3 separate regions of the Sus scrofa genome follow, and all the other regions are linked to region 1. The links are chromatin contacts, called in public Hi-C and HiChIP or PLAC-seq maps. All regions are on one chromosome and are shown on one strand. Each heading gives the region's core, a stretch centred on a gene start, on an enhancer-like site or on the middle of the called end of the contact. The rest is flanking DNA. Distances are from core to core; before and after follow the strand shown.

What was found. A called contact is a pair of places that touch in the nucleus more often than the background predicts. HiChIP or PLAC-seq counts read pairs in DNA pulled down with a chosen protein or histone mark.
Region 2: an H3K27ac HiChIP or PLAC-seq map of alveolar macrophages shows a contact between it and region 1. The contact joins the promoter of DSN1 here to the promoter of TGIF2 in region 1. A contact is called at or near these places in 1 of 5 promoter capture datasets (fetal liver) and 1 of 2 datasets of contacts at active chromatin or transcription factors (alveolar macrophages).
Region 3: a contact with region 1 is called in a Hi-C map of heart right ventricle, with 2.7 times the contacts expected there. The contact joins the promoter of NDRG3 here to the promoter of TGIF2 in region 1. A contact is called at or near these places in 2 of 47 Hi-C or Micro-C datasets (embryonic fibroblasts and heart right ventricle) and 1 of 2 datasets of contacts at active chromatin or transcription factors (alveolar macrophages).

Annotation. Positions count from the first base shown.
Region 1 is chr17:39,838,902-39,843,065 of Sscrofa11.1, forward strand. It overlaps TGIF2 (homeobox protein TGIF2), which reads left to right and starts at 1,748. Exons shown (of 3, transcript XM_021077897.1): 1 at 1,748-1,997. It overlaps LOC110257438 (a long non-coding RNA gene), which reads right to left and starts at 1,657. Exons shown (of 4, transcript XR_002340023.1): 1 at 1,356-1,657.
Region 2 is chr17:40,014,993-40,019,156 of Sscrofa11.1, forward strand. DSN1 (DSN1 homolog, MIS12 kinetochore complex component) reads right to left here and starts at 2,364. Exons shown (of 11, transcript NM_001243366.1): 1 at 2,190-2,364; 2 at 657-699; 3 at 105-431. The coding sequence starts at 684.
Region 3 is chr17:39,985,720-39,989,883 of Sscrofa11.1, forward strand. It overlaps NDRG3 (protein NDRG3), which reads right to left and starts at 2,035. Exons shown (of 16, transcript XM_021077356.1): 1 at 1,873-2,035.

The sequences.
Region 1 (4,164 bases), core at 498-2,997:
CAGTGAACCTCGTCTAGCACAAGACTTAGGAAGCACTGGCCTAGGGGGCTTCTGCTGCCCCAATTTGCAGGGAGGTCTCTGGGCTCCAGCCCAGGGTCAGTGGCTTTCCCAAAATGGGCAGAGTCCGGCTCTCAGAGTGCAATGCCTGGCACCAAGTACCAGGGACAGTCACATCTCCTGGCTCATCTGGCTGCCCTTCAGGTCCCCCACTAAGTCCCCTATCCCACACATGCTCTGTGATTCTAGTGATCAGGGCCCTGAAGTTTTACCTTTCTTACCTGAGACTCCTCAAGCCTTCCTCTTTCTCTCAGAAGGCTATAGACAGAGCATCACTTTCCCAAGAAATTGTTTGGGGTCTCCACTCTGGGCCTCAGTTTCCCCATCTGTGAAATGGAGAGTGCAATGCAGCGGCACTGACCCTCTGGGATTGCTGTAAGGAGAGTAGTGTGGCCGACGAAGTTCTAAGCATTTGCAGATTGGTCTGCCCTCAATGGGGAGTCCAGGTGCACCTTAACAATCATCATCAGCATTCTGATTGGCTTAGGGCCTGGGGAGCCAACTAAATTTTTGTTTTCAGAGTTATCCATAGTTTAAGCACAGTTAAGACCAAAAGCCATTTATTGCAAAGCTGCTGATTTCCAAGCTCAACGGCCCTAAATATCTGGGGTTAGATGAGGAACCAGAGGCCCAGAAAAGGCCTTGCCGATTTTTAGGCTGATTCTGTGCTTCGCTCTGCAGGGCACAAAGTCTTCTAGGAAGGCCAATAGGTTGGTCAACAGGTATTTCACAGTATGCGGAACAGAGAGCAAAGAGCAGGGAAGAGAGTGCTAGCAGGGCTGGAGAAGACCAAGAGAACTGTCCTGGAGTTAGGTGTTGTGGGCAAAGAAGAAAGACACCATCTAAAAAGCAAAAAAAAAAAAGAAAGAAAGAAAGAAAGAAAGAAAAGAAAGCAGCCAGGAGCCCCGAGGGCTCCTTGACAGGTGGTCTGCCTCCTTCAAGGGCCGGCTCAATCAGATAAGGACTTGGCCTCCACTGTGGTACCCACCTGGGCTGAATAACTCTGGTTGACTGTGAGACAAGGAGCAAAGTCAAGAGCAGCTTATGAGCAAACCGAGGACTTACAGGACATGTAACAGCACCTACCCCATCATCTGAGGGTGATACACACGCAGTGCCTCGCTTAATGGTCACTGCGTATTAACACTCCTTAAACATTGGCTGTTTTCAGCTCTGGCTGCCTTGCGTGATAGACCCTGGGGCTACATGCTTTGGGGTAATGCTCAAGAAACCTTTCTACCCGACTCTATGAGCCCCTAGGGGCAGAACAGGCGTCGCATTCAAACCCCGTTTCTTACCAGCTGGGATTAAATCCCTGGACTAACGGGGCCTCAGTTTCCTTTCCGTGCAATGGGAAAAATCAAACCGCCGGCGGGAGGTCCTGATGAAGGGAGCGGACTAACAAACATCAAGATTTGCATTAATTCTCCTCTCCGTAACGGCCCTCACCCCCAGAATGGAGCACACAGTAGGCGCTCCGGAAATGCTCTCCGAAAGGAGGAACGGGCCACTTCCTGCCCCCAAGCGGACTATCCCGATCTACGTTCCCACCACTCCTCTACGAAGGCCATGTGGCATTCCTGAGGGTGGGGGTGGGCGCAGGAAGAAGGTGCCCTCCCGGCCCCGCCCCCTCCGGGTGCGGTGGGCGGGGCAAAGCCCCTCGCTGCCGCTGGCCCGCCCCTCGGGGGGTGGGCGTAGCTCACCGCGCTCCGCACAAAGTTTGTTTTCTCGCTCCCGGCGGGTGGGGGAGGGCGAGGAGAGCGCGGAGGGGAGGAGAGGGGATCTGACGTCAGGGCGCGAGGTGCTTTCCAGCCGCGAGCTGTCAGGCCGAGTGTCAGGCCCGGCAGGTACGCGGCGCGCTCCCCCGGCGCCCCCCGCCCTCTGCCGGGACGCCCGGGACCCAGCCCCAGGCCGCGTGGACGGAAAAGCCGCTGGGAAAAGTCAGTGCGGGGCGCAGGAGCGGGGGCAGATGGGGGCGGGGGGCGCGCGGTCAACTTGGAAAGTTTTTTTTCTCGGCCGAGCGGGGGAGGGGGCGTCGTCCTAGCGCGTGCGGTTGTGGGTGTGTGAGCTCTGGTGTGTTTGTGAGTCCCGACTGCGGTGTGTTGGCGGGGCCCGTTGAGGGGTTGTCCCACCCCCCTGGAGGAAGTTGGCTCGGGGCCCTTTTGGGGGACCCAGCTCCCTAGGATCCTACCCGGGGAGAGGGCCGCCCCGGCCCCGGGCCGGGGTGAACGCACGGGGGGGGCGGGTTTGTTTGGTTTCAAAAGTGCACGTTGCTAACCGCCGGCAGTCCCCCCCAACCCCCCGCCGCGGCTGAGCCGGGGAGGGGCCCCCGAGAGTGACAGCTGCGGGTGGGGGCAGCGGGAAGGTCCCGGAGCTGGTGGGGGGGGCGGGAGCCCGCTCGAGTTCCCCTTTCCTTTGGAACAAAGGAAAGTCTGTTTCTGAGGCATCTGTCACTCCCAGGCGGGCCAAGGAAACGGGGCGCGTGGGGCCGGCTACCCGAAGAAAGTTTATGCGTGCCGGGACCCTCGGACAGGCGAAGCGTGTGCCGAGCCTCCCGCGGGGGAAACGCGCAGTCTCCGGGGCAGGGGGCGGCCAACATGGAGTCTGGGCGCAGGGTTGGGGGGGGCGGTGCGGAGGTGGGAGCCCAGCCCCCTCCCCTCCCCCTCCGGGCCGAGTTCGGAGCACAAAGCCGAGCGCGCAGGCTCGGCCGGCCCCGCGCCCCGAAGAGTCAGCCAGCGCCGTGTGGCGGGGGAAGGGGGTGGGAACCAAACTTTTTCCTGCCCCGGGACAGACACGTGAGTTTTCTTTCTTCCAGAGCCCCCGCCCCAGAGGGATTTCTGGCCCGCGGGGCAACTGAAGCTCCGAGACGGATGCGGGGTGGGGGACTGAGGTGTGCTGGCGCCCCGAGCGCAGGCCGATTCTCGGCCGCCCAGGGAGCCATGTGCTCCAGGTCGGGTCTGGGCCGCGGGGGAGGCTGCGCGCTTTGTGTGAACTGCTGGGAATGCAGCGTGAGTGCTTGGCCCGGGGGAGTGTCGACGGAGCTGGGGGAGTTGTCAGAAAGTTCGTGCCGGAGTGGCTGCAGGTCGGTGCTGTGGCTGGCCAGTTAGGGTTAAAAACTGATCACTGGTGTGATGTCGTCTGGAGTTTTGTCAGTCTGAGAGATTGTGGGTGGGTTGGAGTTATTGGGTGGACGGATATCCAGGAATTGGTTGTATGGTACCAATTCCACAAAGGAAAAGTTGTTCCTTTTAGATGTGGGACTTGTAAACTGTATCTGGTGCATCTATTGGTGAAAGTCCTGGGGGTTCCAGAGGCCAAGCGAGGGGTTGGTACCAGTTATCTGAGTGCTGTTAGAGAGTTGTCTGCTTTAAGTGTGAGGCTGGATGTGAGTGTGGGGTGTGTATGTGGGGAGCCTCCTGAATTGGGATTTGTAAACTTTCGGCTGTATTTGTCGGTGAATATCATGGCTGGGGTGCAGGACACTGGTGGAGAGGTCTGTGTAGACTGAGGGGTCATCTCCAGGGGCCATCCACTGGAACCCTGCAGACTGGGACTTGACTGGCAGCCAGGGTGGAATTTGCACAGATAACCTTGAGTAAACTTCTCACAGCCTGCCAGGGCTGCATCCTGCCTGAGCCCAGATCCCAACTACCCTGGACAGCTAAACCTCGGAAACCTAATCTCAGAAAGCAGCCAGCTGTTGGTGCACTCTGAGGAGTGGCACCTCTAACCAATGCCTGTCTCACCTCTAGGTGGCCTGGCTGGGAGGGTAGACCCTTCCCTAGAAAGCCTGGCCAGGCCAGCCCAGATATCTGGGCTCAGGCCCAAGTGGAGGAAACAAAACCTGGGAGATGCCAGAGTCTGTTGGCCCAGCCTGCTAGGGTGCTGTTAAAAGGCCAAGGAGGGAGGAGCCTTGAGATTCTGGCATCAGCTTATCCTGGAACTTTTGGTTTTAAAATGTAAATCTCTTTGGCGTGTGTGAACAAGAAGTTTGTAGGGGGGATGAGTTGTGTCTAGGGAAACACCTTTCCTTCAGTTGACAGATGAAGAAGAGGCTCAAACCCAGAAAGGGAAGGATGCTTGCCCAAGGTCACACAGCCAAGTTGG
Region 2 (4,164 bases), core at 1,114-3,613, 180 kb after region 1:
TTATAGAGCTAGCAAGCAGCAAAGTCAAGTCTGTCTTTCTGCCATACCTCACTGCCTCTTAATCTGAGCTGGAACTCCACTGCCTTATGGACATAGCACCCCACCTGTGATGCCCTGATGAAAGGGAGGCAGTGACTTCCGACGGTTCGTTTCTTTCATACTTGCTCGCCGCCAGGATTGCCTCCTGTCTTGACGATGGGCAGACTGTTCTTGGGGGGATAAATGAAAGGGCCTGGCTTGAAGTCCTTCCTGGTAGCTGAGATCACAACTTCCCCCTCTTTTAGGGCTAGAGCCAAGGTGAATTTGTTCCTCCGAAACGCCTTCGGTCATCTCCAGGGAGGCAGGCGGTTTACTACAGGCTTCCACAGTGTTAGGATCTGATTCCAGTTGATGATCATGAGTCTTAGACGTCACTGGTTCCTCTTCTAGCACTTATTATAAAAAAGCCAAAACACAGAATCAAACCCATCACAACTAGGTATCTGTGCAAAAAGTGGAAAAAGAAAACATATGCCCCAGATCATGGAAATATTGAGGAAGCATCTCTGCAAATATGAGAACAGGTAATTTCAAATCCACCAGGAGTCAGGAAAGCAGGTAGAGCTCAGGAACCTAAACCCAAGGCAAGAAGAGCAGAATTTCACCACAATACTCACCTTCTACAATCTCTGATCCAGAAGTCATCCTGGGTGAAGAACCCTGAATATGGGAAAATGAGATGATCTGTGCTCATTTCAGTCCCAGCCTTGCTAAGACTTTTCTATCCCAAAACAGGCCTTGTGTTTTCCAGTCTCTTTGATTTGCCCCCCTCTCTGCTCCACAAAATTCTACCTGCCTGATGAGACCTAGCTCAATCCCACCTCACCCTCCTCCTCCAGAGAGTATCTGCAGGACTCATCACCTCCTGTTCTGAATTTCTACAGAATTTATCTAGAAATACTCATAACTCCCTTAACACATGCTCCATCTTATCTCCCAATTATTTTGTTTTTAACGAGACCCTAATTCCATTAATTCAGTTGATGGCAGTAGGATCTACACAGTCATCAAAACATGAAAAAAAACACATCAGCATTAATTCTCCAGATCCAAAGGCCTGTAAAATTTTTCTCCGTCACCAGTTATCAATTTAGTTCAGGTCCCATAATTTCTATCACCTCCTCCCCACAGGAGTCTAACAGCCTCTCCACTAGTTTTCATACATGCAACAGTGCTCCTCTCCAATTCATTCTTTAGACAGCAGCAGAGATTCTTCCAGTGAACTCAACACCTTCCAGAAGCCAGTCCCAACCAACCATTCCTGTTTTCTCCTGCCGTCCCATTTCACACACCACTGTGGAATCTTTGCATTCACTGCCTGTCAGACTTACTCATCCCTCTCAATCTAGCTCAGGTGTGAACTTTCACACCACTTCTCTTTGGTACAGTCGGTTGCTCCACCCCTAGGTCTCCCTAGCACTGGCTGTACAGTCTGTTTATGTCTGTCTCCCCAGCCAGACTATTTCTAGTGCCTGTCACAGACAACTGACTCACTGGAAGAGGGCAGGGACATGACTGAGGCATCTCTGTGCATCTTCCATGCTTCCCCCTTTCCCCAGCAGAAATCTGCATGTTGGGGGTGGTGGTGGGGTGCTTAGAAAAGAGAAATGAATGTATGTGGAGACACAACACAGGACAAGGGGTGGGTCAAAGATCTAAATCACCACAATTTCGACTGTATCACTAGATGAAACCAACAACAGTGACTTGTTAAGGGCTTACTATATGCTAGGGCTTTGCCTCATTATCCCATTTAGTCCTTCCCACTGCTTGCTAAGAACCATCATTAATTCCACGTTGCAGATAGAGAAACTGAGGTGCAGAGGGTCAAAAGTCTGGCTCCAAATTGTTATGCAGCCAGCCTAGAGCAGGGGCGAAATTCGAACCAAATTGTGACCCACCCCTAACCCTCAACCACTGTTCTAGAGTCTAGACCGTGGGCTCTGCAAACAGGCACCGAATGAGGAGCTGCCCCCCCTCAGGCTTCATCTCGCCGGGAGATGGCAATGCTCCCTCCCGCCCCCACAGTCCTGCTGTCGGGCGCTGGCGACTGGTGGGATCGCGTCTGGGCCGAGAGGGGTCCAACCCCTAAGAGGCTACTGCGATAGTGGGCCGGACCGCGTCCAGGGAGAGTTCTACTACTTCCTGACCTCAAAGCGACGCCTGTCCAGCACTGAGTCTCCGTTCTCGAAACACAAGGCCTCAGGTATCTCTCCGCGATGCCGAGTTACTTCCGGACGGCCCGCGCAAGTACGCTACTACTTTCCAGTCTGGGTCCGCGGCCCTAAATACCCGCCGGCGCCAACCCTGCCCCTAGTAAAACTCCCGCCGGCCAAGGACGCATGCGCCGCTGGCGGCTTCCCTGACTCGCGCACGCGCAGGCGCAGGCGCACAACGCTAGCTTTCCCTCAAAGTGCATGCGCAAACTGGAGTGCAAGCCTTTTACGAGCTCCGCCCCCTTTGTTGAAGTCTTTCCCCGCCCAGAGTTGGCCGGCCACAGTCCCCACCTTCTCAGCTCCGCCACGCCCAGGGAGTCACTAACTAGGTTACGTCATAGGGTCGGGTCCTTTGCGCAGGATGTGCCCAGAGTCTTTCTAAGAGGGGAAGACAGAGGCCCAGAGAGGTACTTACAGTGCTTTAGCGGATGGGCAATGATGAACCCATGATCCCCCTTCCTTTTATTTTCTTAACTCTAAAAAATGTGGACCGTGACCCTCTCAGGGCAGACTGGGAGCACTTCTTCCAGTCCCGCTCTAGCACATTTTCTCCTTTTGCGGCCCCTTCAGTACTTGGCAAAGTTCAGGAATTCTCCTTTGCAGCCTCATTGCAGGTCACCCCCTCCCCAAACTGCTTGCCACTCTTCTCTCCACCCCTGTTGTTTCTGCTCCTTTGCTCAAGCTGTTCACTCTCTGCCTGGGAAGCCCTTCTCTGCTTGTTCCTGGCGAATTTCTCCAGTTTTAAGCCTCAGCGGAGGATTCATCTCAGAGCCTTCTCTGAGGCCCTAGGCTGAAAAGTAGATGCCCTTTCTGTGCTCCCAGGAGCCCCGTGTGGGCCTGGTCCACTATCCCTTGCTGGCTTGAGGGCTTCCAGATCTCACCATGATGCCATCAGAATGACCCCTTACATGTGCAGTCCTTTCAGACCTGAGACCTCCAAGTGTTGAATTACAAGCAGTCCACAAAATCTAAAAGAAGGGTTGGTGAGCAGCAGCTGGAATGTGACTGTGGTCATCTTTCCACAGCAGCTGTGGTCCTTGGAAAAGTTTCCTGGTGGTAGGCAGAAATTTGCCTTCCTGAAATTTCCATCCTGTGGTTCCAGTATATTAGCTCTCAACAGCCATCTGAAAGCAGAGATTTGCTCTTTGCTCTCTGAATATCTCTTTCTGGGACCGAGTTCCTTCTATGTCCACCCTACCCCTTTTAACTACTCCCTTGTCCATGTCCCAAGAACAGAACCCAGCCAGAACTGGCTGTCCTGGGACCAAGGTGAGTATCTTGCTTCATGGAATCCAGATCCAATACATTCTTTATGTACTTTGACTGCTTTCATTTCTTCCATGGCTCTCTACTGTCCATAGGATGTGGGCATTCCTTCCCTCCTAAGGCACTGTGTGACCTGACCTAGCCTGTTTCATTACTCCCTGTGTCAGTGACTTCTTTCAGCTCTCCAGTTCTGCTCTGCTTTCACACATGCTGTTCCCTCTCCCTGGAGCATCTCCTCTCAGTCTTCTGCCTACAACACACAACTATCTCCTTCATCTGGTCAACAGCTCAAGGATAGATATCAGTTCACATGTCCCTCTGCAGCCTTTCATGATTCCTCAGGCCCATATATTGTTATCCTCATTACCTAGGACAGGCATGGCTGTTGTTAGAATCTCAAAAAAGAGATTTGTATAATTTTCATGGGGTAACTGGCTTCCAAGATGGCCCCTAACGACCCTCACTTCCTGGTGTTTATGCCCATATATAGTTCTCTCCCACAAAGAATAGGGCTAATCTGTACAACCAACAAGATATTGCAGAAATGATAGTGTGTGATTTTCAAGACTTAGTCATAAAAGACATTGTAACTTCTACCCTGCTTTCTTGCATGTCACTTACTCTGAGGGAAGTCAACTGCCAT
Region 3 (4,164 bases), core at 785-3,284, 150 kb after region 1:
ATGTATTTAGGGATAGATTAAAAATCTATAAGGCTCAGGCTACCTTAGTGGAACATGGAAATAAAAACTGCCTGTACACTTAAGTGACATAAACCAACTCCACTGTTGGATATAAACAATAAACAGCCTTCCTGATATAGGACCCTTTTCTGCAAATTTTCAGACACAGCAGGGTGGACTAGAGACCTCTGAGTGGCTGGTGATGACCAGAAGTTGAACCTAAAGAGAAGGACAGCAAAGAGAAATTGAAGGGCAGCAGGAAAACATCACTCTTTAAGCAATGAAAAGGAGCAGTGGAAATTCACTGAGTCTTTACCAAGGGCCTACTATGAGCCAAGCAACTGGGGCTGCAAAGATGGTCCCTGACCTCAAGGGGCTAATGGTCCTAAGGGTAACACTAAGGGCAAGTGTGTGTGTGATTCTAATTGAGAAAATCAAGCAAGGAAGGCTTCACAGAAAAGGTGCCTTTGAACTGTGTAGGAGGATTTGCAGGGGCGGGGGGTGGGGCACCAGTTTGTGCTAGTATTCTGGGGAAGAAACATTCACATATTTTTATAGCTGTCCCTTTGGGACTTTAAATCAGTGAGGCTTCTTTTATCCAGCACTACTTTGTCAATGCTCTCTTTCCCTTTTTACTTTATTTTAAATGAGATGTTCAAGCCTAGCATTGGAACAAAGCCAGAAAGCCCCAGGATAAGGGGAGTGCTCACTAGATTTGCTCTGTCACCTCCAAATTCAACCATCCCAGCTATCCCAGTGTTGGTCTCCCGGCAGCCAGAAAAGCAAAGCCAATAATATCCTCCGGGGACAAAATCTGGATGCAGACAGACAAGGCTTACCCCTGTTCTGCCAGTAAGCCACCGTGAGAGAGCTTTCTTGCCTCCTAAGCCATGAAGCTCCTAGTCTACCTGTGACAGGAAGACTAGCTCTGCAGAAAAAAGGCTGCATAAAAAGAAGGACGCATCAGATGGCGAAGCGCTAAGGTACTGAGATAATCTTAAAATGTTTAGCAAGGTCCCTGGCACACAGCAAGCGCTGGATGAACGTGAGTTATTAATAATATCGCTATTACTATTATTACACTAACAACTCAATTGTACTCTAACCACAAGAAAATACTGTTTTTGCAGCCTACTTTTATGACGTTGAAGAAGCAACTCCAGAGATGCAGGTGTATTTCAAATTGTTTTAAAGGTACAAGATCCAATTCCAACCGCGCTGGCCTGAGAGCCCCAGACCCTGAGTTCAAGAGCCATTCCAGCCTCTCGTCTGGCGCGTGACCTTGGGCAGGGCACCTCACCTCTCTGTGCCTCAGTTTCCTCATCTCTAAAGTGGGGCTAAGAAGCCCCTCCCTCGCATGGTAGTCGCGGGGGTCCAGCCAGAGGGTATTCTTTAGGGCACCAAGACCCTCCAACAACCCCCCCACACCCCGGATGCAAGGGTAGTTCACGGCCCATCTTCCAAGCCCCCCGGCTCCCGGGCGGACGGGGTAGACGAATGCCCGACCCCGAGGCCCACCGAGCTCCACCGCCTGCAGGAAAAGGGGTCGCGTCTGCGGCGGGTCCCTGAAACTGAGGTCCTGGGCACCGAGAGGTGCGGCCGCTGCCGCCTGCACGCTGTAGACGGCGGGTTTGCCGCGGGCCCCCACCGCCCAGGTGGAGAGCGACCGAGAGAGGCCAGATTGCCCCGGAGCCCTCAGGCGAGGAGGGCGGAGGGAGCCCTAGCACCCGGAGGAGGCTGGCAGCGCTGACTGGTGCCCGGCCGCTCTGGGAAGATGAGATTGGGAAAGAGAAGGCAAGGGAAGCAACGACCCCGCGGTAGCACGGCTTGACCCCCTCCCCCCGCGCCAGCCGGGCTGAGGCGTTCACTCACCTGAGGCTCCGGCAGCCGCCGTCAGCTCAGCAGCCCCGGCGGCGCGAGTTGGGCGGGGGAAAAGCTCCGCGGCGCGCAGGCGCACTGAGTGGGCCTGGCGGCGCATGAGCATTATGCCCGCCCGGGGAACTACGAAGATGGTGCCTGAGCTGGCGCCATCTTCAAGGTAGAATAATTGCCGTTCTTGTTCGTGGTTTCAATTCCTCCTGGCCAACTTCGATCTGAAAGTATTGCATGGAAAGTAAACTAGTAGTTCGTAAGTTTTAAAATACTGTGCTGTTCTGAGAAATGTGATGAAATCTCAGCTCCCTCCCACCTGAGCAAGTAAATGATCTCTTGGTTCAGCATAATACACGTTCCTTATATATGGCACCTGCTCCTTAATCACTTAGTGGCCGCCTCTGTTATTAAATCAATTGGTTACTGCAGTGTTTGTGTTCAGCTAATCCTTATTTTACTTTATAAGGACCCCAAAGTGCAAAAGTAGAATTGTTGGTTTTGGATAAGCCAAAGCGAAGCCATAAAGGTCTTCCTTTAAATAAAAAGGTCAAAGTTATCAATTAGGAAAGGAAATTGTTTGATGAGGTTACTAAGATCTGCCATGAGTTTTCTAATCGCGAAATTGTAAATAAGGGAAAAAAATGTGTGCAAACTGCAATAGTTAGAGCCATGATGCACATAAAAATGCTTGGTTGGAGTTCCCGTCGTGGCTCTGTGGTTAACAAATCTGACTAGGAACCATGAGGTTGCAGGTTCGATCCCTGGCCTTGCTCATGGGTTAAGGATCCAGCATTGCTGTGAGCTGTGGTGTAGGCTGCAGATGCCGCTGGATCTGGTGTTGCTGTGGCTCTGGTGTAGGCTGGTGGCTGCAGCTCCGATTAGACCCCTAGCCTGGGAAACTTCATTTGCCACGGGAGCAGCCCTAGAAAAAGGAAAGAAGACAAAAAAAAAAAAAAAAAAAAGTTTTTGGTTAAGAGTGAAAAGGCAGAGAGTTCCCCTGGAGGCCCAGACAGTTAAGGACCCAGTGTTGTCACTGTACTGGCTCAGGTCTCTGCTTTCGCTCAGGTTTGATGATCCCTGGTCCCTGGAACTTCCACATGCTGCAGATGCAGGAAAAAAAAAAAAAAAAAGACCGAAAAGGCATTAAGTTTGTGGGTGGAGGACATGAACAAAATACATACTATGAATGACAACATGTTGCACCAGAAAGCACTGAGCCTGTTGTCAAATCCAAGTCCATGTTTCTCACTCACAGTGAGGCCAAACAAAGTAATAGACCAGAATTTGGAGCAGAGAAAGATTTCTTGCAGGATGGAGCAAGAAAGTCAGATTGTATTCAAAAGGCCCCAGTGGCTTTCAGGGAACAGATTTTTAAAGGCAATGTTTGGAGTGAGGTCCCAACTTTCTTCTGACTGGTTGGTGGTCAGGTAACAAAGTGGTGTTTCAGGAAACTTAATCATCAACCCTCTGGTTCCAACCAGTCTGGGGTCTACATACTTGCGGTCAGCACGTAGTCACTTCTGCCACAGGGTGGGGGTGGGGTGTCTTTGTTTCTGCATAACAACTCTAAGACAGGTGTCAGATTGTTATGTGTAGCCCTTGAGAAGGAACTGGGACTCTGTTTTATCACTAAACTGTTGTTTCTTTTCTTTTCTACTTCTTTATTTATTTATGTATTTTCTATTTTGGCTCTCCCATGGTTTATGGAATTCCAGGGCCAGGGATCAGATCCCAGCTGCAGTTGCAACCTATGCCACACCTGCAGCAATGCCTGATCCTTTAACCCACTGTGCTGGGCCAGGTATTGAACCTGCATCCTGGTGCTGCAGAGATATCTCACTGCACCACAGTATGAACTCCTGAACTATTGTTTCATGATTGCTTTTCCTTTTCTTCAGCATTCCCTCACTTCCCTAATTAGCAACTGCTTGAATCTGCTCTTTGGGACTCAGGAGAAGCCTAGGAGGCTAAAGCTTGTTTCTACAAACAAGAAAAAGGGGGGACATGGAGGGGCTTTTGTACCAGGGAGGACCCTGCCAAATCCTCTCAGTTTCAGACCTATAGGAAGACTTCAGCAAGGGATCCCCTGAAGTGAGTAACACCAAGCCATATTCTACAAGTAAGGATGGTTACATGGACTCAGGGATAGTTTGGACTGAAAAATATAAAAATAACAGAGAGGCTGTGTCTGCTGATGAAGAAGCTGCTGCCAGGTTTCCAGCAGAGTTGAGGAAGTTGATTGAAGAGAAGGGATGAAACTGGGCTCTTCTGGAAGAAGATGCCCAATAGCAC